2 separate regions of the Xenopus tropicalis genome follow, and region 1 is linked to region 2. A link is a contact called in public Hi-C data. All regions are on one chromosome and are shown on one strand. Each heading gives the region's core, a stretch centred on a gene start, on an enhancer-like site or on the middle of the called end of the contact. The rest is flanking DNA. Distances are from core to core; before and after follow the strand shown.

Region 1 (6,771 bases), core at 3,879-6,378, 41 kb after region 2:
ACTGCTTTGTACTCAAGAATTTATAGGGCCTAACAATGCAAGTGATTCAAAAAGTCAGAGCGAGGACCACATCAATGAGCCTCAAGAACTGAAATAACCCTGCTGTCGTAAAGACTTTAGTCTTACTTTAAGTTTGCCAATGATTTGACATATCAGTCAAGTTGAACAAATAAATGGCCACCTACCAACCAATTTGGTCAATCAAACTCTGACACAACTGTAAACTACAGCCTAGATAAAACCAAAATATTGAGCCAATGAGCTGACCTGGAAATGCATAGGTGCACACTTCTATGGGGACAATAACTGACTGATCAGCATATTTTGGCAAACCACATACATGGCCAAACTGTATGCCACAGGGCCCTACTGGTCAGATTTCCCAGAAATAGCGTGTGTTGTTAACTTTAGAAAGAAGTGACCAACCGATGCTACTGGAAAAAATCCAGCTAGGCTGGTAAGTCTCAGCTGGCAGTCACTCATATTTATTGCCAACTGAGCTTATCAGCCACATCTGGTTAACCTTTCTTTGTGATTATTCATAATTATGGATCAAAGCCATTAGGCTGATGCCACACCAGGCGTAGGGCTGATTTTTTCGGCAAGTGGAAAAACGCTTGCCGAAAATTCAGCCCTACGCCTGCTACTTGTGCCTGCACCCGAGCGTATTCCATGGTGTGGCATCAGCCTTAGTTAAGATATATTCTGAACAGTATTTATGGTCTGCTCACTTACATCTGTACAGTACTCACAAAAAGACATGCACCAGGATCCAAAAAAAAAAAAAAAAAGAAATCTTCACTCCATGTCAGTGTGGGTCTCCATAATAACCTTTAATAGAGTGAATATTCTACATCTTTTCATAACTGACAACAGTAGTAAAAATTACAATTAAACTAGTACTTCAGGACACCGACCCCCAAACTTAACCTGGGTACTATGTTAAAAATGTTAAGCAACTCTGGCCAAGATCCTATTAAAAGTAGTATAAAAAAGAAACTTAAAAGGAAAAACATTAATTTAAAAGTACATTGTACCATTTTCCCCAAAAGCATGAATGGGGCTGTATCTCTCTATTTAAAAATAGCAAGCAATAAAACAAGTGCAGTGCAATCTAATTCAGCTCCAATGGCAAATAGCTCCAATGTTAAAGGAGAAGGAAAGGCTAAGTCACTCAGGGGTGCCAAAATGTTAGGTACCCCCAAGTGACTAAAATCGCCTACCTTTTCCCCCGGGCTGGTGCCCCTGTTCGGAGAGAACTAGTCCAGTGCTTCCTCCTTCCTCGCGCGCATGCACAGTAAGAGTGAAAAAGCCGAACTTTAACAGAGAAGTCGGCATTTTACTCTACTGCGCATGCGCCTGTCGTGGGGTCCCGGCAAAACGAAGCAGGAAGCGCTCGCTCACAGGTACCCCCCAGGCTGGTGCGGTTTTCTACTAACAGGGGCACCAGCCCGGGGTACAAGGTAAGCGATTAAAGTCAGTTGGGGGTGCCTAACATTTTGGCACCCCCAAGTGACTTAGCCTTTCCTTGTCATTTAAGCAATCTGGGTTCCTGCCCAAAAAAAAAAATTACAAAAACAAAACATTTCTATGAAACTAAAATACCAAAACCACCAGTGGCTTATGGTAATGACTTTATTGGCATCTGCCTCTCACTGTGCACACTGGCCATTTTAGGTACAATGTCAATTTATCCAAATCATATTTTATGTGAAGTTCAATCAGACAGTTGCAGAAAGAGGCAAAAAAGGTGTTCAGAAGATATCCAACACTAAACAACAGATAAAGTTCTGGATAGCCACGCATGCCTAAATTTGATCTAGCACTTGGTCAGACTTTGTCCATATTGACCAGCTGTCCAGAAGTGTATTCCACCTCAAAGGGAAGGTTTAAACAATCCAGTAAAAATCACACAAAATTATTACCACACTGAACCCCATCTCATAACATGGATAGGGGATTTAAGTAGAATTAAGAGGTCCATTCAACCTCTGACCTATGGTGCAACCACTTAAATACCCAACATATATAGCATATGGCCATCTTTAAAACCTTTCAGCAGCCTTAACAGCTGTTCTTTTAAGGAAAAAAAAACACTGGCCAGGGCAAGAAGAATAACTTAGCTATTAGATATTAAATCTTGTTAATTTACCAAATCAAATCTACACCTGGGCAGTAATGCATTGTAATTTTAATGTTTTACCTTCAGCTCAACAAAGCTAATCACCGATTGGTTGTTATGGGTTACTGCCCATGTGCAAATTTACCCAGTGTTGGTAAATGAGCCTAACTAGACTTAAACAGTGCCCTGCAGTGTCCCCCATTACCATCTGCTGACTGCATTGTGTGGCAACATTGGAGCATTGTTTCCTTAAGCGACACTGCTGGACTCAGAAATGCTATACATGTGTACACATCTGTACACTGTAATGCAGCCAGGCCCTGAAAAGTCTTCCTCTGATAGCAATGAAACATGGAAGTTCTCACCTTTTACCTAGCAGAGGGGACCAAGTCTTTCAATCACCAAAACGGCAATGTCACAAAAACGCATATCATTATAGAGAATCCAGCTGTTTGCAACAATATTGATCAGTGCCATCAAGCTTTGAATCTCTAGTGTAAACGGTTCCATAGACAGTAATGAAACCTATTCACTTTTATGTCTAAAAACCAATATGAATAAATCTTGTTGCAAGAGGCTCCTAGGGATCACCCACATGAATGCACTGATGTCAAGATTATTAAGATTTTTTTTAAAAGATCTTTTTAAAATCTGTCATACAAGAATTGTCTAACATTTTATAACTGCCTACAGAGATGACACTGCAGTACAACCCATGCTTATGCATAGGGCAAGATAAGAAAAGGAAAAAAATAGAGCATCATACTTCCTCTCCCTTACAGGGCAATAAATATTGATCTCCAGCGTAAAAAAAAAAAAAAAACGTTGCAAATCCACAAAATAAAAGCAACAGATAACAAACAGAAGTAAAAATGTGGCACTTGCTTATTTTACTGTGTATCTAAGAAGGTTCAGCACAAACACGCCCCATGCACCCTCCCATACCCAACTGCTAAAACAGAATATGCCTGTAGCAGATATTCTTATTTACCTTAATACCATAGCAGAGCAGGTTCCCATCCCTATAACACACACATGCGTGAGAAGCATGAAGATCACATACGTAGTGAGCCAACGTTCTAACAAGTTAACCCTTTCTAGGCTTCACAGAGCTCCAAGTTAGTGCCACAGCGTGGGGCAAACACTGATTACAGTTCTTATATTAATTACGGTAGGTAGATTACCTTGTATGTGCCAGAAGGGAGTAGATAAAATTATAAATCTAGACAACTGACGTGTATTAACAGCTAGTAAGCAAGCCAATACTCTTTCTAATTATAAAAAGGGAATTATGTGTTATTTAGTAACTGGGTGTTTAATATTTTATTTGCAAGCCTAAAACAAATGCACTAAAAAAAAGTTGCATTTATAAGTGGATTAAAAAAAACAAACAAAAAAACTTTTTGGAGTGTAAGCTCTACAGGGCATAGAAATACTTACTCCAGTGCTGTGCCACTTAAGCTTTTTTTCTGTGCATATTTATTTTTGTGTGTGCCCTTGTTTGTAATAACTGCTTTAATGTATTGCATATATTCAGATGTACAAAAGAAAAGGCTGTGTTAAAAATGCCTTCCCACTGTGTCTCATACCACATGGCACTTATATATATATATATATATATATATATATATACATACATATATGTATTTATTGTATTTATTTATTATATCACTCTTCCTCCCTGTGTGTAATTTTGTATTCTGTAAGACTGTACAGCGCTGCGTACCCTTGTGGCGCTTTATAAATAAAGTTATACATACATACATACATACATACATACATACATAATGTGGCTCCTCTAATAAGAAGGCTTGACTGTACAGTTTATAGAAAAAAAAAAGCATTTGCACCACATACTCCCATTGCCTTCAGTGTCTCCTTACAGAATGTATGAGGGGCACATACAGTAATGGCAACAAAACAGTATATACCAAGCTGTCAAGCAACAAAGGGGTTAAAATTGGGGTGGGCAACTGCCACTATGCTTGGGGGTAAATATATTCCTTGAGGATTAAAGACATCCCCTCCCCCTGAGCCACCCACTTAGTGCCAGTGGTGAGGCGAGGGGGGGGGAGAGAAGGGGGCCAGCTGGCAGCAGCAGCAGCAAAGTGATTAGGATAAGATCAGCTCCACACCCACCCTACACACCTACTGTCCACACAATATACCAACCTCCCCCTCCTCCGAATTGCATGAGAAATACTTCACCAATAACACTACCCCCCCCCCCCATACACTCAAACCCGTGTCCATGTGCCCACTCAAACTCCCCCATGCCTACTCCCGCACCCCAGCGCGCACACACACACAAAAAGAAAAAAACTCATTGAACGTTGCCTCTCCCCATGCACACATGGATGTTCCCATACAGCCCCGGGCACGCACAAAAGCAAACACTCCCATTCCGTGCATCTGTAGGGTGCGGGCAGAGTACATTCACCCCATGGGCAAAAGCGGAGACCCTATAGCCGCATCCCTTTCGTGTGCACCCCCACCCCCCTGAAGCCTTGGTACTGGCCGGGGAACCTGCGCCACACACGTGTCACCGCCAACTCGTCCCGCTGGTGCCGGGCAATGTACCCCACTCACTGTAACCCCACGGCTCCCCTTTTCCACTCACAGCCCCACTAATAGCCAGCAACTAAACAAAAGTGTCCGCCGCCCTGCTCGACATAACCAAAGCCCAAACCCTCCGTTCCAATAAGCACCCTGCCCACTGCCCCCCATTTACCTTACTGCATGTGAGGGGCTCTGTCAGCGCTACCCGAGCTCCTCATCTCACAACCGCCCGGCCGCCATCTTCCAGCGTGACGTGGGGACTCACCCCTGACCTGCAATATGAATAGGAGCCAGGGAGTGAGGGGGAGAGAGAGGGAGGGTGGAGTGTACGAGAGGGAGGGACACGGAAGGCACAGGGGAGCGGAGCATACGGGAGGGAAGAGGTAGCGAGATTGTTGGCATGGAGGAGAGAACAGCACACCAGATAGGAGGGCACGGGAGTAAGAAGGGAGAGAGGGCGGGCGGGCACGCAAGAGGAGGGCACAGGGGGCGGGGCAAGCACAGGAGTAAGAAGAGGGCACGGGTGGGGGAGGAAAGACCTAGGGCAAGAGGGTAAAATAATAGGTGTAATAAGAACAGGCAAGGCAACGCACAAGGGAAAGGTGGGGGTGCGAAGGCACGGGATAAGAGGGCGACTCTGCAAAACACTTATGCCATACATATACACACATATATATGATACATCTAAACAGAAATAAAGGGGATACCTCTTACTGGGCATCAGAAGTCCCTATATATATATTTTTTTAATTTATTTTAAACTATTTGCAACATTGTTAATAAACTGTTTTTATCTGGTTATTATTTTGCTTATTATGCTGTATGGTGGGGTTGATTTCTGCAATGGAAAATACAATTAAAAGGGTCATTTGTGTAAGCATCCAAATTCTCTTAAGACTATATATAATGTATGTGTGCATGCACATAACATTCACTCCAGGAAGCATGGTCCCTTGGGTCATTCAGCTGTAATGCATCATTCCTCATCACCCAGTATTACATTCGGTCATACAAATGCTTTTTTTTTTTTTTACATGCAGCAGCTGAGGCCCCTTCAGACTACCATTTGCATATGGGGTATATACATTTTGTGACTAATAGTAGGGTGGGGGCAGTGTGTCCTTGTATATGGAGATGGTCTGGCATTCGTGCATAATAAGGTAGGAATGATGGGCCACTACAAAGGCCTCACCCGCCACCCCCCTTCCTTATGGGCAAGTCTGTGCGCCTCCTGCAATGGAGATCAGATGTCAGCTGTATACCAGGCTCTTGAATATATATACATATAAGTACCTTGATGGCAGTTGTGAGCCCTTTTGTTTTTAAATGTTTAGAATCAGCTCACCGGCTCTCATGAATTCAGCAACAACAACCATCAATACATATTATTTGTGCTTCTATTATGTTGTCAGGCTACTTTAATCCTTACTAAATAGTTCAGGTAAAATATCTCATTATGCCATTTCTGTGCAGAGGGAAAAACAGTTGCCTTTAGTTCTGTATATTAGTCCTTTTTCCAAGTGTAAGAATAGATATGTTACTCCTGTTTGCCTCATTAGAGGAGGCTTCTTGTTGGGACCTTTCCTTTCTGGCAAAAGAAAGGTTTATTGTGCAGTGAGCCTTTGGAGGTTTTTATGCATTTATCTAAATTAAGGTTATTAGTGCAGGAAATATTTGTGTCTGTAGCATACTATCTGGTCAATATACCTATCCAGCACCCCAGAAATTCCTGTTTCATTAGTGTCATCTTGTTGCCTAAACAACACCAGAGATTTTAATGAAAAACCAAATGTGTGTTCTGTAGGAACATACAGCCAACGTTACGTTTTGGTCCTACTGAATACATGTTTTGTTTTTCATTTTTGAAGCAGTGTGCCACCCTATGGATGTGTATATATACTGTGTATATGTATAGACAACAGAGGAGATCCTCTGCACTCACCCATTTTCAATATATATAGGACATTAAGACATTCTGTGCATTAAGCTACCAATAAATGCCCTCCCCTTTAAGCAAAACAGGGATTTTTTTTCCATATATTGCTATATACTTCAAGAGGATCTCTTGTTGTTGTCTAGATGTATTTTGT
Region 2 (6,760 bases), core at 4,185-6,684:
CTGGGCCGCATAAGGGATTTCACAAAAAATTGGCTTTCAAGGGATAATGCAAGGCACGGCGGGCGGGAGCTGCTGATTGCGGAAATGACGTTATGCCATCATAACAGTTATTATGGGAAGACGTTCTGTGTGCACAATTAGCTGCTAAGGAGCTAATTGTGCACACAGAACGTCTTCCCATAATATGATTATGATGGCATAACGTCATTTCCGCAATCAGCAGCTCCCGCCCGCCGTGCCTTGCATTATCCCTTGAATCGCAATAAAAATCGCGATCCATTCATTGCTTTTGAGAAGGCGTTGGTACGGGCCACAAAATACTGTACCGAGGGCCGCAAATGGCCCGCGGGCCGCGAGTTTGAGACCCCTGCGCTAAGCCCATGTTCCTTAACCTTGGGACTCCAGATGTTTTTTGACTACAACTCCCAGAAACTTAAACCCCGATTATGTATATTGAAAAATGTAGGTAGTCCAGCAACATGTGGGGAGCCAAGGTAGGGGAACCAGGACTATTCCTAGTGAATTAGTCAGGAAGTTTCTCAGCTGACACTGCCAACAACTTTACAGACTGTTTCCTGGTGTTAAAATATACAAATCAGAGGGCTAGCTTCATTTACAGGCTATTATACCACTCTGTCACAGGGATCTACCATTCATTCCTGGGAGGCCAGAGGTGCCACTGAGCCACTTTTTCCTCTGGTGAACTAAAGACACAGTGTGAGATTAACCAATTGATGCAAGTTCTAAGTGGATAGCCTTGTGTGTACAAACATCAGCCATTCAGAAGATTATTGCCTGACGGCATTCATTGGAAACCATGTACTGCTTTCAATTCCCTGCACTGCTCTCTGGCCTTGTGTAATGATTCAACCACCCACCTGACCTTAGCCATTTCATCTTGCTCAGACATAAATGATACCTCTCTTTATTTCTTCCCCTGTAACTAAATTTGGCACAAGAGAAAGGGCATTGTTGCTTAAAAGAATCCTGTCGTGATTTTTATGGTATACTTTTTATTTATAAATTACACTGTTTGCATAGCAAATAATTCACTCGACCATTTAACATTTTATTCTTGAACCAACAAATGTATTTTTTTTTAGCTGTAATATTGGTGTGTAGGCGCCATCTTCATGCATTGTGCCTGAGTCTGAGCTTTCAGAAGCAGCCAGCGCTACACATTAGAACTGCTTTCTGGTAACCTATTGTTTTTCCTATTTCCATGTAACTGGAGGAGTCCAACACTGGACTTGGGTTTCACACTATTGTCTGCTATTCCTATATCTACCTTCCCATTGTTCTGCTGATAGGCTGCTGTGGGGAAAGGGAGGGGGTGATATCACTCCAACTTGCAGCTGAGCAGTAAAGTATGACTGATGGCAGTATTCCTGTAAGAAAAAAGCTGCAAAGCAAGAGCAAAGAGTCTGAGAAAATGATAACAAAGGGCCAGTGATAACAGCAGAACTATAACTATAGATGGCTAGTAGTAACACAGCACAGTTGCACTGAATCATTTTTGTACCTGCCTGTGGGTTTAATGAAGAATAGAAATTGTTATATTATTTCCTGCAGCTTCCTACATTAGATTTCAAACCCATTTGAAGCCAGCTATTAGTAATATTTACTAATCTAATAAGAAGAGACACATCTATAATTACTGCAGGGGATTCCAATGGGCTTGTGTTCAGAAAGACACTGGTCTTTCTGAACACAAGCCCATTGGAATCCCCTGCAGTAATTATAGATGTGTCTCTTCTATGGGGGGGCAAACACACCTGCTGAAATGAAGGGCCCTCCCTAAAACTATTGCTTACTTAGCCGATGCTGCCATAAAGCAAACCATAATTGAATTGTGTGTATCGCAGCTTCCAAAATAAATTACAATATTCTGTTTTCCACAGTAGTTAGCTGTTATCTATAGTCAGACGGCTGACCAGCAGAAATGTGACTATATGTTATTATTAAGGCTATAATGTCCTTGATTTTTAAGATGACCTGGTCACCTTACTTTAAACATTATCTTGTTGCTAGGGACAGCGATTCTAATGACCAAGAAGTGGTATGAATGACACTAAGAAATGAAAAGAAGAGAGTACAAACAAAATAGCAATAATAAAAACCCAGTCAGCCTTCTAAATGCTACATAGTGATCACTGAGAGAAGGTAGCCTTTTATCTTGCTGCTTTGACAAGACAGAACACATTTCTGTTTTCTACACCTTACTTCCCCTTTAAAAATGAAGACATCCTGCAACCAAATGATATCTGTAGAACTGTAGAAGAGCTGCCGTAGAACAAATGCTCAGCGCCCTTTGTGTAACTCCATAGGGAATGCCTGGGCTAAATGCATATAATGGACTTGCTGAAAGATGCAGAAAAATGGGTTCAGTTTACACAAGCTCCTGTGCTTTTATACTTGAAACATTTGTTTGTGCATTTTAGGAAAAAACAGACCCCCCTTTTTCCTACTTTCATCTGCTCCTTTCTGCTGGTCATGTAAACATGGGAGCTGGGTGGGTGAGGGATCAGAGATGGGTAGACAAGTCCTGGCCTGTGGGGATAGAGAAGCTTCCTCCTTTTTTTCCTTTGTGCCCTGAAGGAACTGCACATAAAACACATGCTCCCTGAAACACCATAATACATTAACTTGAACGCCTGGGTCGCCAGTGGCAGGCAACAGGCTAATTAACTAATTAGCTCCCCTCCCCAGCTCACCACCGCCACCACCACTTATCCCCTGGCAACTGCTACAATATCACCAGGCAAGCTGGCATCCCTCAGGCTGATTTGGGAGTGTCCACACTGACACTATCTTTGTGAATGGGCCATTCCCTAAGGTGCAAGTGCTTAATTAAATTGGGAGCGGAGGAGGGAGAGTCAAATGAATGCAAGTTTCAGAGATTGGGGGACGGTGCTGCCCTTTGTAGTGGAAAGGCAGCTTGAAAGTCATTAGCAATCTGAAAAAAAACAATGAAAAAGGAGTAAGTGTTGCACAAACTATACAACTCTTTGCAAGTGCATTGTGCCAGGGTCCTTAATGGTGATCAGACGACCAAGCTATCTTCTGTGGCCTCTGATCATTGTTTCCCCTTTCACGGTGAAATCTCTGCCACTAAACTTGATGTGATTCCCAGGGTGTCTGGGTAGCCCAATGAAAGCCAGCACCAGTACATTAACATCTGTTGATCAGATATACACAGCAAGCGCCACGCGCTGCCTGACACCTCTCTCCCCCTGCACATGTCAGCACAGAGCCAGGCTCCCTGCCAGGGAAAGCTTTATCCAGGGCCTCCCTACCTGGCAGGGTGCCCACAGTCTAACACATAGAAGAGAATGCGATCATAAAGTCTCATGTGGGGAAGAGGCAGCTGGAAACACTGCAGGGGAGCGTGCCACCCTCTCCGCTAACACTGAGCCTGCATGCTGACCTCTTTCTTGCACACACTGCACCTCCCTGCCTGGAAGCCCCCTGCCCCCCTCACCCACACGCACAACCACCACCACCTTCCTCTCCATACTGCAGATGTTGCCATGATGCAATGTGCATCCCTTCTGCTTTGCAGCTATTTATATAATGACTTGGCATTCACAAATACTAAAGCAATTCCATGTGTAAATGTGAAGTCAGCAATAGGGTACTTACACTTTAATTGTGATTGCCATTTGTCCCTTTCATACCAATATGGACACAATGACAATCTGCAAAACAAGAGTCATAATAAGACATTGTATTTGGCAAAAAAACAACCTATACTAAAGAAAAAGCCAAGTCAATCAGAAAATTAAATATCATCCACTACCTTTTAGGTTAGGAATATGGCATTCCCATTATATTTTTGCACTCCTTTACCTGGCTGTAGTCACTTCTCATTTAAATGAATGGGGAATTCTCTATATATACTACATATACTATATTTGTATAGTGTATATTTAACTCAGTGATCCCCAACCAGTGGCTCAGGGGCAACATGTTGCTCACCAACCCCTTTGGATGTTGCTCCCAGTGCCCCCAAACTAGGTAGCTATTTTTTGAATTCCTGACTTGGAAGCAAGTTTTGGTTAAAAACATGATGTACCACCAATTAAGGCTGATGCCAGACGAGACGTTTTTACGCTGCGTATTTTCTAATTCTCTTGGCGGCTGAAAAACGCACGATATCATCGTCCATAGAAATAACTTAAACAGTCTCGATGGACAACACACTATGCGTAAATACGCTAGAAACGCGTTACCACTGACTTTTCATGCGTTTGAGGAAATACGCCGTTATTTGCACAGCAACCTACAGTATTCCTATGTATACACAAAGGCAGCTGCCAGACCTTGCGGAAATACACTGCGTTTTTACTATTTCGCACTATTAGCATCATGGGAAACGGGATTTGCTATGTCACCAGTACTAGGCTGAAAAACGCCATAGTCAGGGGCTGTGTGGGTTGTGCTGTTTTTAGGCGGAGAAAATATGCAGCGTAAAAACGCCACATCTGGCATTAGCCTAAAGCCTCCTGTAAGCTGACAGTGTGCCTAATAGCCAGTCTTAGCCCTTATTTGGCACCTCCATGAACTTTTATGCTTTTGTTGCTCTCCAAGTCTTTTGAAACTGTGGCTCACGAGTTAGAAAGGTTGGGGAACCCTGATTTAACATATCCCTATCTGACTGGGCCAGTGTCTGCCACATGCAGAACATTTTTCATTTATGTACATATAAAGTGGCTGAAGGCAATGTAGGCTATTTTGACATGTTCATTACCCCCCAGGCTGCTAAAGGGGCCAAAATGCCTTATGAGCATTTAGTAGTTGTTGTACATATGTCCACTGAGCGCCAATAGGCATGTGTACCGCAATTACACTTCCTGGGGCCCCCAGCAATTACTTTTCTTCTATAATTATGCCTCTGGTCTGTTTTTTTTTTTTTGCTCTTACTTTTTCACACAGCTATTGACTGCAGACACATCTGCTGGACCTTAACATATATTACTGGCATTGGGGTAAAGGACGTAGATCCTGTATTTTGGCTTTACCCTGAGCCTGTGGGGCTGAATGTTAACACTATAAATGCTCTTCTGCATTAAAGATATCATCCTATGCTGCCTAATACAATATGCGGGACTGCAGGAGCAATATCTGCCGCACCAACTGCTTCTGCTGGCAGTCAGCCCCTCACACTGCGCGGGAAACCACTTCACCGTGTTACACATCCCATCCTACATACCCGCCCTACATACCCACTTGGCCTCTTGGCCCGAAACATATCCGTTGACTCAAAAAATAGTGCGCCAAAATTAGTTTAGTGTCACTCCCCTTCTTTGGGACAAATATTTCGTTCCTAAGTTAATTTAATTACCGACATTATTACTAAAAAGAAAGTAATTTAGTGGGAAGAACTATGTGGCTTGTGTGCAAGGGCTGAGTTTGGAAGGAATCCCTGACGGAATTCCATATCCATTCCCAGTTCATCCCCCGACTGAGCTATATACCCGCACGAAAGGAAGCGCTGGGCTCCCCTCCCCCATTCCTTACATGCTCTGCCTGTGCCCCTAACACACGCCGCTGGGTGGATGGTCCACTCGTGTCATAGGAGGGGGCGGGGCCACTTACTATATTTTGTTATTCATGCTTGTGCCTCTCTCATCTTGCATTCTGTGCCCGCATGAACGCGAAGCTGCGTCTCCACAGCAACCAGGCAGCTGGGACCGCAAGATGGGGGGGCGGGGGTGGGAGAGAGAGATGGCATTCACCCCTTCATTGCCAGCACATGGGGAGATGGCACTGGGGATTCTTTATGCAGTACAGAAAGAGATTAGCTCCGTTATCTAGCCTTTTATTCGTAGATCCCTTGCTGCAATAATAACACGGGAGAAATGATATAGTATAATATAGTAGGAAGGGCTTATTATATAGTATTACATAACAATGGAATACATAGGATGATGAGCACATTATGGAATATGTAGGAAGGGCTTCTCATATAGCATAACAATATATTATGTAGGGTGGGCACATCATATAGAATAAGAATTGTTACATGCGTTTCTTGTAAGAATGAGGGATGTTCAGCCTGTGGCTCTCCAGCTGTTACTGATCAGCATCCCACTGATAGCCCTGGGCTTATGACACACTAGATTTGTCAGTGTTTAGTAGCCAGGACTTTTCTGTGGAATTGTACCAACCACAAAAGGTGTGGCATTGTCTTCCATCACTTCTCCTTTTGCCCTACAGCATCTGGCATATTGGCACAACTTTTGCCTGAAACCATAAACGTTAGCATTTTCAAGCAACAGATACTGCCATGGTGATTCCAAACAAGGAACCACATAACTGTGATTAGGGAAAGTTGTGGCTACCAAAATCTGGCTTTTAAACAGTAGGGCTCACTGGTCAAAACTGGGCAAATTTGCTAAGCAGTAACCAACAGAAACCAGTCAGCAATTGCCTTGTTTCTGCCATCTGCAAGTAGAACAGTGGTAACAATAAGGCTGATGCCACACGTGGCGTTTTTACGCGGCGTTTTTTCTCAGCCTAAAAACGCTGCACAAGCCACACATGGCGTTTTTCAGCCTAGTACTGGTGACGTAAGCAAATCCTGTTGCCATGGTGCTAATAGTGCGAAATAGAAAAAAACGCCGCGTATTTCCGCTAGGTCTGGCAGCTGCCTTTGCGTATCCATAGGAATAGCTTGCTTTGCAAGTACTGGCGTATTTCAGCCAACGCTTGAAAAATCCGTGCTTAGGCGTTTTCTAGCGTATTTCCGCATTGTGTG

Evidence for each region. A called contact is a pair of places that touch in the nucleus more often than the background predicts.
Region 1: a contact with region 2 is called in a Hi-C map of gastrula embryo, with 2.3 times the contacts expected there. The contact joins the promoter of hic2 here to the enhancer-like site in region 2. A contact is called at or near these places in 4 of 5 Hi-C or Micro-C datasets (brain, gastrula embryo, liver and 1 more).

The regions. Positions count from the first base shown.
Region 1 is chr1:153,752,248-153,759,018 of UCB_Xtro_10.0, forward strand. hic2 (hypermethylated in cancer 2 protein) reads right to left here and starts at 5,129. Exons shown (of 2, transcript XM_002931886.5): 1 at 4,854-5,129.
Region 2 is chr1:153,711,132-153,717,891 of UCB_Xtro_10.0, forward strand. No RefSeq gene overlaps it. Among named protein-coding and RNA genes, the nearest start is that of serpind1, 43 kb to the left of the region's middle. Within about 2 kb of position 5,435, at least 10 of the 11 cell types and tissues checked have an H3K27ac peak or open chromatin away from gene starts, as enhancers often do. A contact at or near this core is called in gastrula embryo, liver and neurula embryo, where this site is marked.